Linked DNA regions of Sus scrofa: region 1 is linked to region 2. Evidence: chromatin contacts called from public HiChIP or PLAC-seq data. All regions are on one chromosome and are shown on one strand. The core of a region is the stretch at or near the end of the contact, and the rest is flanking DNA. Distances in the headings are between cores, read along the strand shown.

What was found. HiChIP or PLAC-seq counts read pairs in DNA pulled down with a chosen protein or histone mark.
Region 1: a contact with region 2 is called in an H3K27ac HiChIP or PLAC-seq map of skeletal muscle, with 2.7 times the contacts expected there. The contact joins two enhancer-like sites. A contact is called at or near these places in 2 of 5 promoter capture datasets (fetal skeletal muscle and skeletal muscle) and 1 of 2 datasets of contacts at active chromatin or transcription factors (skeletal muscle).

What each region holds. Positions count from the first base shown.
Region 1 is chr13:75,594,538-75,600,774 of Sscrofa11.1, reverse strand. It overlaps ANAPC13 (anaphase promoting complex subunit 13), which reads left to right. Exons shown (of 3, transcript NM_001178070.1): 3 at 580-719. The coding sequence ends at 705. Among named protein-coding and RNA genes, the nearest start is that of ANAPC13, 7.4 kb to the left of the region's middle. Within about 2 kb of position 4,849, at least 15 of the 83 cell types and tissues checked have an H3K27ac peak or open chromatin away from gene starts, as enhancers often do. A contact at or near this core is called in skeletal muscle, where this site is marked.
Region 2 is chr13:75,125,913-75,131,612 of Sscrofa11.1, reverse strand. It overlaps SLCO2A1 (solute carrier organic anion transporter family, member 2A1), which reads left to right. Exons shown (of 14, transcript NM_001123195.2): 4 at 3,456-3,683; 5 at 4,485-4,583. Among named protein-coding and RNA genes, the nearest start is that of RAB6B, 53 kb to the right of the region's middle. Within about 2 kb of position 3,387, at least 4 of the 83 cell types and tissues checked have an H3K27ac peak or open chromatin away from gene starts, as enhancers often do. A contact at or near this core is called in skeletal muscle, where this site is marked.

The sequences.
Region 1 (6,237 bases), core at 3,600-6,099, 470 kb before region 2:
ACCTCTCTTACAGTAGGCATGCTGGGTTCAGGATAGTTTTGAATGCCTATCTTGTGCCTAAGGAATATGAGAGCAAATGTGGCGTTCTATAAAGTAGCCTCCTAAAAAAAGAGTTAGTGCTGGTTCTGTTCGGTGTTCCTAGCCTTGCACTGGATATCTCATGCAGTGCTGAGCACCCAACTAAATTACCTGTAGTCCTGTGAGGAGACTGCTCTTTTCTCTCATTGCCAGAGAAGAAGCAGAGGTCCCGAGGGTCTGAATACCTAGCACAAGAAACCCAGCAAATGGTGGAGCCTTGAATCTTGGTGGCTCCCAGAAGCCTGTGTCATTAGCCTTCTGCCACACAAGTGCCAGGGCCCTAATGCCATCTTCCCTACTGGAGACGGCAGAAGAGGGTGCATTTGAGTGATACTCTGTGATACTTCCTCACATCTTTTATTCCAGCTCTTTTCCTTAGCTTATGCTTCTACCAGCTATGCTACCTCTTTCTAGGAACTCACAGGTTTTAATTCTAAGTGCTCTTGAGTCTTGTTAATGCATAGTGCACCATCATTCTGAACGTCCATTTTACCTTTTCAGAATGAGCTTCCTGAACCTGAACAGGACAATGGCGGCACCACAGAATCTGTTAAAGAACAAGAAATGAAGTGGACTGACTTGGCCTTACAGTATCTCCATGAGAATGTACCCCCCATAGGAAACTGACGCCTGGCTCCTTGTTCATGGACGGATTTTTTTTTTTTAATACATAGCAAAATGTTTTCTGTCAGTGTCCGAATTCGTATCTTTTAGTCATAGATCAACACTCAAAAATGTACATTGGCTTATTTTGTGGCAGCAAAATGCAATGTGAAAATACTCCCCAGAATGAGAAGCTGATTGAGATTTCTCAGGAATATCTGACTCTTTGAACCTAAAATTCTTCATTGACTAGCTTGTGTTTGAACATGATTCATTAAACATTTGCCTTTAACTCTGGTTTTGCTTTACTGTCATTAACCTTTCCCAAATTTACACGTTTCCTATGACACAGGTGATTGAATATATGAGAGGGTAAGATGAGGAAAGATGAGGCCAGGCATGAGAATTATTAACTTTTTATAAACCCCCATTCTGAGGAGGGTCTGAGTGGAGTCTAGATACAGTGGATATATAGACAGCCCATTTACTGATTACTGGGATTCCTAAGATTCCCCAGAATATTTTCAAACTTTGGGTAAATGTATGGATTGAAAGCTATGCAACAGTTAACTTCTGGTTTCCCTATAACTTCCTATGGTGCTATTGGAGAGGCAAGATATGGACCACTAGTTTTATTCAGTAACAGGATTTTCTATTTTCTCAAAGCCCTTTCAGATATAACTGAGGTACCATAGACTCAATATTTAATTACACATTCGTATAAGAACTTGTATTTTGTTTTATTTTTTTGTCTTTTTTAGGGCCACATCCTCGGCATATGGAGGTTCCCAGGCTAGGGGTCTAATCAGAGCTGTTGCTGCCAGCCTACACCACAGCCACAGCAACGCCAGATCCAAGTCACGTCTGAGACCTACACCACAGCTCATGGCAGCGCCAGATCCTTAACCCACTGAGCGAGGGCAGGGATTGAATCTTAGTTGGATTCATTAACCACTGAGCCACGACGGGAACTCAGAAAACAGCTTTTCAGAGAGCTAAAGTACCTAGGCTCCCACAGTTCTTCATTGTAATTAAATGAGGGTTTTCCTACAACTTTACTTCTGGTATATAATAACTAAGACACTGACGTCTAGAAATTATCAGATGTTCTTATGAATCCAGCCTTGCTTGTGGGCCCAGCCCTTCCCAGGAGTGTTGGTAGACCAATGAAATATGAAAGTTGTCTGGATTTCAACTGAATCAGCGTATGATATCTGTACAGTGGATGGTTGCTCTTTTGTCTGCTTGGCTCGTGAACCTCATCTGAGAACTGCTCCCACACCAAATCTGTGACCTGTGATGGTGGCAGAACCATAGCTTGTTGTAGGAGGAATTAGGTGACCAGTTCTGGGCCAGATTATCAACTACAGCTTTGGAACCTGTCCGTCTAGGACTGACTTGAGGATGTTGATGGGCACAAGAGATGCTCGGCTGCCACTGTAGTGTGGCTTTTCAATCAAAACACCCGAGGAGGAGGGTTTCTGCAGAGGGAGGCTGAGAGGCAGTGTCCTGCAGCTGTGGGTGCTGGGGATACAGCAGTGAACAAAATAAGGATGGCAGTGAGGGAAACAAGCTTTAAACGAGCAGGTACACAAATCTAGGATTTCATATTGTGACACACACTAGGAAGGAAAAATGAAAATGTTACTTAGGTTCCTGGAAGCAAAATCTGAGGCAGTCTGTTGTGCAAGGAGTTCATTGCAATTGTGTTCTCAGAAGGGGCATGTGAGGGAAGCAGGGTAGGACAGGGGAAGGCACTGAGCAAAGATGGGGCTTCAGCTGAAGTCTGGCCTCTGCCTGATCCCATGCGTGCGACAGAGCTTGGTGTCACCAAGAGTTTTCCCATCTTGGAGCAAGACCTCTGGCGTCTGTGCTCAGCCTGAGGTGGTCATTCATTGGCTCTGCCCTCCTGGCCTCCCCCAGGGAGGGTGAAACCAGGAGTTGCCAGTGGACAGGGCTCTCCAGGCAACAGTGTGGCTGTGAGCTCGTGGCAGCCAACACAACCAGGGAACGGGCGTGCAGACAGAACCGGCAGAGGACCTGGACCCCAACAGTGACCACTGCAGAGTATAGAGTATGACTGGGGAACTCATTTAGATTAGACAGTCACAGCGAGACCATGTGATAAGTAGCTTTTGATAGCACATCATTTCAAATATTTGCTTCTGAATTTATCCCATTTTCCAAAGAAGTGGCCAGATCCTTAGTGATTTCCTGTTCACAGCAGAGAGCAGACATGCTCAGAACCAACCCTACTCCCTGTTTGAAGAGCAGGCGAGGGAGAGAGAGGAGGAGCTTCTTAGGAGTAGTTGAAGTCTGTTCCCCAGTTTCCAGTGGTACCCAGGGAGATGGTGAACTTCAGAGGCTCCCGGTTTGGGGGTTCCCTGAAGAAAATTGAGTCATCCTGGGTCTTTCAGCCTGGGCAGAGACCCCCCAAGCACTGGGACCACCTTCCGCAAGGGCCCATCAGAGTTTGTAGTGAGGGTGGCAGCAGGGACACGAATGGACTGGAGAGTAGAGCCCCTCACCCTTTTATGAGCTTATCTGTAAGCATCCTAAATGCCTGTGATACTCTGGAAGAGAAAAGAACACCCCAGTGACCACAGATTTAATTCTGCTGCAGCACAGCAGAGTGCAGCCAAAAAGATTTAATTTGCTCTGAAGACAATAAAATGTGATATTTCTTTTTTTTTTTTTTTTTTTTTTTGGTCTTTTTTGCCGTTTCTTGGGCCGCTCCTGCGGCATATGGAGGTTCCCAGGCTAGGGGTCGAATCGGAGCTGTAGCTGCCAGCCTATGCCAGAGCCACAGCAACGCAGGATCCGAGCTGTGTCTGCGACCTATACCACAGCTCACGGCAACTCCGGATGGTTAACCCACTGAGCAAGGGCAGGGATCGAACCCGCAACCTCATGGTTCCTAGTAGCCAGGGGAAGAATTGAGGGATGAGGGGTGATGGCCAAGAGCAAACTGCATGCAGTCTGGAGGTGGGGTGGGCACCAAGCAAAGTGGGTGGGGAGGCCGGAGGGAGTGGGGGAGCGGCTCCACCAGATTTTTTTTTTTTAATATAAACACTCTATGCTTGAACAGGTTAAAACCTTCTAAGTGGAACGACAGAAGAGCTTTGCCTTGGCTCAAGTGAGGGATGATGATGGCCTGAACCAGCAGAATGGGGATGGTTGTCAAGGGACTTAGGTTATCTCAGAGGTCATTGTCCAGGTGTGCCTGGTGAGAGGTGTGTGTCATGACAACAGTGCCCCAGATGGTGGTTGTGTGGTTCAAAGGAGGCACACGCAGGCATCCAGTGTGAGCTCTGTCCTGTGACCAAAAAGCAAATTCTCTAACCCAGACCCAGGACTCCAGGTGTAACTTCTGTCCTCTAAAAACACAGAATCTGGTCCAGGAGTTGCCCATCCTTTAAAGCCCAACTTAAATCCATTTCTTCATAATACAGTAACAACACAGTCAACTGAGTGCTTCTTTGTGCTTTTTAGACACATGATCTCTAGCCCTCCAGTCCACTTTCTAAGGTATTACTGACCTCATTGATCAGGAGACAGCAGCTTAAAATTAAATAACTTGTTCCAAGTTAAAGTGACTCAAGTAGTAAATGGATTCCAACCTAGGCTGTCTGATCTTAAAATCCTGGTCCTCTCCCTGGACCATGTAATCTCCCCCTGAAAACCCTTCTGCAACCATTCTGTTCTGAATTAGGAAAAAAATCCTATGGGATCACTTAGAACTTCCAAATGTTTACATTATTTTATGATCGAGATAAAGAACTGAAAAACAATTTTTATCAGGATCCTAGGAATCATGAAACATTTAAAAATCCAACCTATTGCCAAGCTCACATGTATCTCATATAACTTACGATTTTACCATGAGTCACATCCCTGTCTCCGGTTCTTATTCAAGGTCAAATCCCCTAAAGCATATTTTCAGATTTTGGTGCTTTGACAGCTGGATGTCAATGTTACCTAGAGCCCAGCAGGGGGTGCCCAATTCCTATAAGAAAATCCGCATCCCTGGCAGAACTGTAGGTAAACCCTACCTGAAGGTCCTGAATAAATGTGGTGTTTTGCTTGGGAGTGATTCTGCCTATATGGGTTCCCAAAGCTCTGAGGATGTGTTTGTGTGAAATCTCTGGAATTCTGGCCAGCCATGCTTGGGCTGGCAGCTCACCTAGTGGGGTCCTCACTCCTGCTTTGTGAGGAGCCAAGAGGGCACAGGGTAGGTGAGGGCAGTTCAAAACTTTGGTTGCAGAAAAAGGTAGCCAGAAAGGATTTTGGCTGCTGGTGAGCCCAATTTACAGTCAGGCCTGAGGACTCTTTCCTATGCTATTTCCCAGCTCTTTGCATTAAGTTATTTGGAGACTTTAGGTTAGTGATCCATTAGACTCTAGGCTAAGATAAAGACTTTCCCAAATCTTCTCCTCTTCTCTTTTCTCTTCTCTTTTCTTTCTTCCTTCCTTCCTTCTTTCCTTCCTTCCTTCCTTCCTTTCTTTCTTTTTTTCTTTCTTTCTTTCTTTCTTCCTTTCTTTCTTCCTTTCTTTCCTTCTTTCCTAGATTTTATTTATTTTTTTGCCTCTTTGAGTCATATACTTAACACACTGTGTGGGGCCAGGGATCGAACCTGCATCCAGAGATGCTGCTGATCCCGTTGTACAACAACAGAAACTCTCCAAATCTTCCTTTCTTGATTTGGCCCTGCTTTACCCACAGTTAAATTCCTTCCCCAATTCCTTGCTATGTGCACCCCCTCCATGGGCTCCTCTGGAAAGTAGCAGGGGAGGTTAGGGGCAGTCAGGGAAAGGCAGCTGGGTGGTCTCTTAAGGGGACTCCACATCTGTGGCCTTCCTGGCCCCACATGATGGCCTTGGCCTCTGCACCTGAGCCAACCCACACTGGCTTCATGGACACACAACCTGTGCAGTCACACAGGCCATGCAGAAGGCTGTCTTGAAACTCTGAATCATTTTCAAACAAGCAGATCATGTTTTCCATATATACTGGGCTCCGGCTATCATCTACTGGTCCTTGGCAGTCATCTGTGGGGGTTCCGTGCTAGATGGTGACTAACTGGACCCAGCAAGTGCCCTCACCGTGGGAGTGAGAATTCAAGACACGGTGCACAGCAGCCTTTGAGGAGAACAGAAAAGCAAGCAGGTCCGAGAAAAGCTGGGGCAGACCTCCAGGCTTCCTGTGGCGTCCTGATGGGCATTCTATTTCCTCACAAAATCAAACAGCACAGCAGCTGAAGGTGTTCCCTGAGCTCCTCTGTCATTCTTACCCCCTGGAAGCTAGCCCAACCAACCCTGGAGGGATGGATATGTATAAAAACACTGCAAGTGCAGCAAGACAGGTTTGGCAGATGGCTAAGAGAACTCGACAGAGGTGACCACCCAATCCCAGGCAGACACTTGCCTAAATTCCCTCTGGTGCTCAGCCAGCTACCATATGGATTTGTGCTCTGTCACCATGGGCACAGCAAGGCAGCTGGCTCAGAACAGAGCCTCTGACTGAAGTCAGGAGAAGCATGCTTCAGAGCTGGGATTT
Region 2 (5,700 bases), core at 2,138-4,637:
ATCATTGCCTTTCAGCCCTTTAATGCCCCATAGGGATGCTCCCTATCCAGTCACCTTACGGTTTCTTCCTACAGGGAAACAGGCTCAGAGAGGTTGAGAAATTGCTTAAGGCCACACAGCTTATCTTTCCTTTGTTTTAAATGCCTTGAGTGAGATATGGTTAATATGTAAAAATCTGTATATTAATGTATAAAACTATGAGTTTGAGGATGGTTATATAACTGTGACATCGTCACCACCATCAAGGCTACAGACATATCCATCATGTCCCAAAGTTTCCTCCTGTCCCTTTATTATTTGTGTGTGTTTGTGTTTTAAGAATACTTAAAATCTACCCTCTTGGTAAATTGTTATTATTATTATTTTTGTTTTTTGCTAGGGCTGTGCCCGAGGCATATGGAGGTTCTCAGGCTGGGGGTCTGATGGGAGCTGTAGCCACCGGCCTACACCAGAGTCACAGCAACACGGGATCTGAGCCGAGCTGGCAACCTACACCACAGCTCACAGCAACACCAGGACCTTAACTCACTGAGTGAGGCCAGGGATCAAACCTGCAACCTCATGGTTCCTAGTCAGATTTGTTAACCACTGAGCCACAATAGGAACTTCCCTCTTGGTAAATTTTAAGTATGCAATGTGTATTTTTATCTTTATGCCCCCCACCATGCTTTCTAGTAGTAGATCTCCAAAACTTATCTGACATAACTGAAACTTATACCCTTGATCACCACCTCCCTGTTTCACCCTCAAAGCCCCCTGGCAACCACCATTCTATTCTGCTTCTATGTGTTCGACTATTTGAGATTCCACCTATAAGTGAGATCGTACAGTATTTGTCTTTCTGTGTCTGGCTTATTTCACCAAAATCCATGTCTTAACTCTTGATACTGTGTGTTTGTTTCATCTCCTTGTCTGAGATTTCAGCAACACTCCCAACCAGCAGCCAGCCCCTTTCCAGGACACCTCTGCCTGGGAGGAAGTAGGCGAAACTTCCCAGCCACCTACAGAGGTTAGAGGGCTCATGAGTTTGAATGTAACTAGCAGAATCTCCCCAGGCCTGGCTCTTCTATCCCTATAAAATGTGTGTTGTCTTTTCAAAGCTGCCATTTCAGACCTGATTTCATTAAGGACTTTGAGTCAGGCATACATGGGTTCAAATACCAGCTCTGGCCCAGTCACCTCTGTGCGTAGGACGCAATGTATGTCATAGCCTTGGCAGCGTCTGCCGGTGCAGTGAATGGAAGTTTAAAAATTCTGGCCCTGGGACTTGGGTCTCTACAGTAGAGTGTGTACATCAGAGAAAGAGTTAACACCCCACCAGGGAGAGACGGTGGAGGAGGTGGGATGGGCAGAGAAACTCAGCCCCAGCGTGCTGCATACTTTTGTAGGCCTAGGGCAACAGCTATGGAACAAAGAAATAACAAATGGGAAAGACATTGTTCAACTGGAGCTACATTTTTTTTTTTTTTTTTTTGTCTTTTTAGCTATTTCTTGGGCCGCTCCCGCGGCATATGGAGGTTCCCAGGCTAGGGGTCTAATCGGAGCTGTAGCCACCGGCCTACGCCACAGCCACAGCAACGCAGGATCCGAGCCACGTCTGCAACCTACACCACAGCTCACGGCAACACCGGATCGTTAACCCACTGAGCAAGGGCAGGGACCAAACCCGAAACCTCATGGTTCCTAGTCGGATTCGTTAACCACTGCGCCACTACGGGAACTCCCTGGAGCTACATTTTTTAATGAAAAAATAGTTTTAATTTAAAAGCTTTTATGGCTGCTTTATTTCAGAAACATCATGTGCTCATTACACAAGAATTAGAAAGTATACTGAGGCAAACACGCACACACAGACACACACACAAAGTCACAGCACAGTCCCATCACCGTGAGAGAGCCATGGTCTTCCACACTTTCTCTGCCTGTTCGATGAGGCTGCACAAATTAAGGATCACACTCTTCGCCAAACTACTCCTTGTCTTTTGAGTCTACAAGATGTTACAGCTGACTTTCTGTGTCACTGAGGCTACAGCCCCAATCTAATTCTAAGAGGCTGCCTCCTGTTTCCCTGTTTGGCTGGACCACTCTCTAACCGAACCCTGCATTGAAATGTGGGATAGTGCGTGTGGGGTGGGAGGAGGAGGAGGGTACAGAGGGACACTAACCAAAGTCCAGGGCTGGCCGCTGGCCTGGCTGCCCACAGCTTCCCTGAGCACAGAGCTGGTGTCAGATCTGGATGACCTTGAGCAGACAGGCATCTTGGCCCCTTTGCCTTTCCTGGGAGAGGCCTTCCTGATGCATGGGGGAGCCCCTGGGCCAGCAGTTTTCACATGTATCCTATGCAAACATCAGTGTGGAGGATAGGAGATGAGGGGCCAGGCTGGACGAAGCACGTGTTTCTGGGTGAGGAGAGGGGACCATGAGGAAGGCAGACCCCTCCCAGGCCCCACTGTCCAGAGCAGCCCTGAGCTCAACAGCACTGGGCAGAGTCCAGTGTGATGATGGGCAAGCCTCATCCACGGCCCTTATTTTCTCTCTCCATGGGACTCCGAGGTCCTCCCAGCTCAGAGCTCTGCCCTCTCTGGGAGGACCACAAATGAAAATGAAGCTGAACCCCATGGAGTGGGATCAGTGACGTCAGCAGTTTCCATCACCTCCATAAGGCTGGAAAAGAAGGCACCTCATGAAAAGGAGTTCTCCAGGGCCCTCAAGGCCTTGGAGAGCTGACAATGCTGATTGTTCAGTGTTGGCCAAATTGAAAACAGTGGCTTCGGAGTGGCAGTCCAGCCTAGCCAGGTCCCCAAAGCCACAGGCACTGGTGCCCACAGGCCACCCTGGGGCCTCTGGGGCCCTCACACAAGGGCAACCTCAGCCCTCTACCTGTAGCATGAGGAGTTGAACCAGAGGGTCTCAAAGTCCCTTCAAGTTCTTGATCAAGTTCTTGATCTTTAGGAGCTGCCCAGGTTTGGTAAGGACATGCAACATCTTCGAGAGCCAGGCTTATCCAGGAGCAAGGGCTCTGGGTGCCACAGCCTCAGGGGAGCATCCCAGTCTGGGGGTAACACTGTCTTCTGTGGGACAGAATGACCTTTGTCCTGCTAAAGGGAACCACCCCTTGGGGGCCTGAGCCTGAGGCTGCACACAGGGGGGCTGAAGGCCCACAAGCCTGGGTGTTGATCCCAGCTCTGCCTTTCCCAGCTGGGTGGCCTGGTCTCCACAGAGGAAGACACTGATCCCTCCCTGCCCAGCCCCCTGCCTGTACCCAGAGAGGAGAAGGAATGGATGTCCCACCCCATAGGGGCTGCCCCCATCAGAGCAGGGAGCCCACACTCCACTGCCCTTTATTCCAGAGCCACTCCCAGAAGGACTGGGAGGAAGGCCAGGTCTGGAGGCCAGCTGCTGCAGCCAGGCTCCCGGGGTGGGGTGAGGTAACAGCACCCACTCTCTCATTGCAGGGAACAGCAGCCGCCTCCAGGCTGAGCTCTGTCAGAAACACTGGCAGGGCCTGCCCCCCAGCAAGTGCCACAGCAGCATCCAGGACTCCCGGAAGGAGACCAGCAGCGTGTGGGGTCTCATGGTGGTGGCCCAGCTGCTGGCAGGCATTGGCACGGTGCCCATCCAGCCGTTTGGAATCTCCTATGTGGATGACTTCTCAGAGCCCAACAACTCGCCCCTGTACATCTGTGAGTCGGGCTTGAAGGGGCTGCAGGGCGGGGTCAGGTCCTGACGTGGCCCAGCCAGTGCGTGCAGAGGTTTGGGGATCTGACACACCTGGTTTGAGTGCCGGCTCCAGGATCCACAGCTGTGTGATCCTGGGCATGAGGCTGAGCCCAGGCCCCCACCCCTCGCCAGCAGGATGGGGCTCACAGTCTCTCTGCACTGGGAGCAGGGGAGCACCTGAGGGATGTATGTGGCCCCTTGGCCCTGGGCCCGACACAGGGCAGCTCGTCAACCTGCAGGAGCCCTGCTGCCATCCAGTCCTGGCACAGGTGGGGCCCATGGATCTTCTGAGCTGGCCACTTAGAGACAAGTTGGCCTCAAAGAAGCGCATGCAGAGCAGACATAGCCGATGACCATCTGACTACTCAAATCCTTCCCTTGGAATAAGCTACACTGAGCATTCCCAGGGCCCAGCCCCAGACCAAACAGACCACGCCCACAGGTTCTGTGGCCCCACAAGCTCCCACCAGGCCTGCCACATCGTACCTGCAGGGAGCTTCACCACTGCATGTGACTGGGCAGAACCTGTAAATGCCCAGGAAGCCATTCCCCCCCCACACACACAGCAAGCAGATGTCTCTGGTATCTGGCTGGAGGAGAAACAGCTTTGGTTCTTCATGTCTCAGGATCTTGAGTGGCTCTGGCCTTGGTTTAAGGCAAGGGGACAGAGGAGGTGATCTCTCAGGAATCCCTCAGGGAGGAAAGAGCCCGGTGCGGCCACCCTGCCCATCCCCCTCAGGCTCCTTTCTCTCTCCCCTTTCCAGCCATCTTATTTGCCATCTCTGTATTCGGACCGGCTTTCGGCTACCTGCTGGGCTCGGTCATGCTGCAGATCTTTGTGGACTACGGCAGGGTGGACACAGGTGAGTGTGTGCAGGGACGCTCATCCCACCACTGGTCCCTTGAAGCAGCCTCCCCAACTCCCAGACGATCAGGGCAGAGGATGAGGCTCCAACTTTAAATGCTCACTGCCCCCGGGAGTTCCCTTTGTGGTTCAGTGGAAATGAGCCCGACTAGTATCCATGAGGATGTAGGTTTGATCCCTGGCCTCGCTCAGTGGGCTAAGGATCCGCTGTTGCCATGAGCTGTGGTGTAGTTTGCAGGTGTGGCTCAGATCCTGTGTTGCTCTGGCTGTGGTGTAGACCAGCAGCTGCAGCTCTGGTTCAGCCCCTAGACTGGGAATCTCCATATGCCCCTGGTGCAGCCCTAAAAAGCAAAAAAATATAAATAAATTAAAAAATCAATAAATGCTCCTTGTGACCCTGCCTCCCCCACCATTCACTTGCTCACTGCTGCAGTTGTGAGGCAGCGAGAGCAGACAGCACGCACCTCCTCTAACCAGGGCCCATGCTGGACACTGAGGGATGCACTGCTGAAGAAAACATACTTTCTGCCCTCAAGACATGCAGCAGGAAACCTTGAGACACGGGGCAGGGCCTCAGGTGTTGCTACCACAACTACCCATCATGGTGGTGGTATTAAAAATTGCTCTATAATTCTTTAATTCTAAGATAGTTTTGATTTTTAAAAATTTTTTAAGAAGAGCTCTTTTGGAGAAAAGATGAAGCACCACATAAAATATACACATGGATTATGACCCTCTTCCAAATGGTATAACATCAGGGTTAACCATGTGGGCACAGGTCATGAACAATCTGTGTCTAATCCTGGTTCTATCTCTTACTGGCTGAGTGATCTTGGGCACATAGCTTCATCTTTCTGTGCCTCAGTTTCCTCATCTGTAAAATGGGGTTAATGGCAGTGAAATAGAGTTGTTCTAATGTTTAGAACATGCCTGATAGCTATTGAAATTGACAGGAGTGAGCTCTTCCAAAAAAAATGATATGGATTAAGCCACTGTGTGTCTTAGGATGAGGAAATGTAGTCCATAGACAAGAACACACATAGTGAGTTAACCATTCAGGGAGCCAGCCTAGGTTGGATCCTGCAAGGGTGGTATGGCTGTTTTAAGGTTGTCCT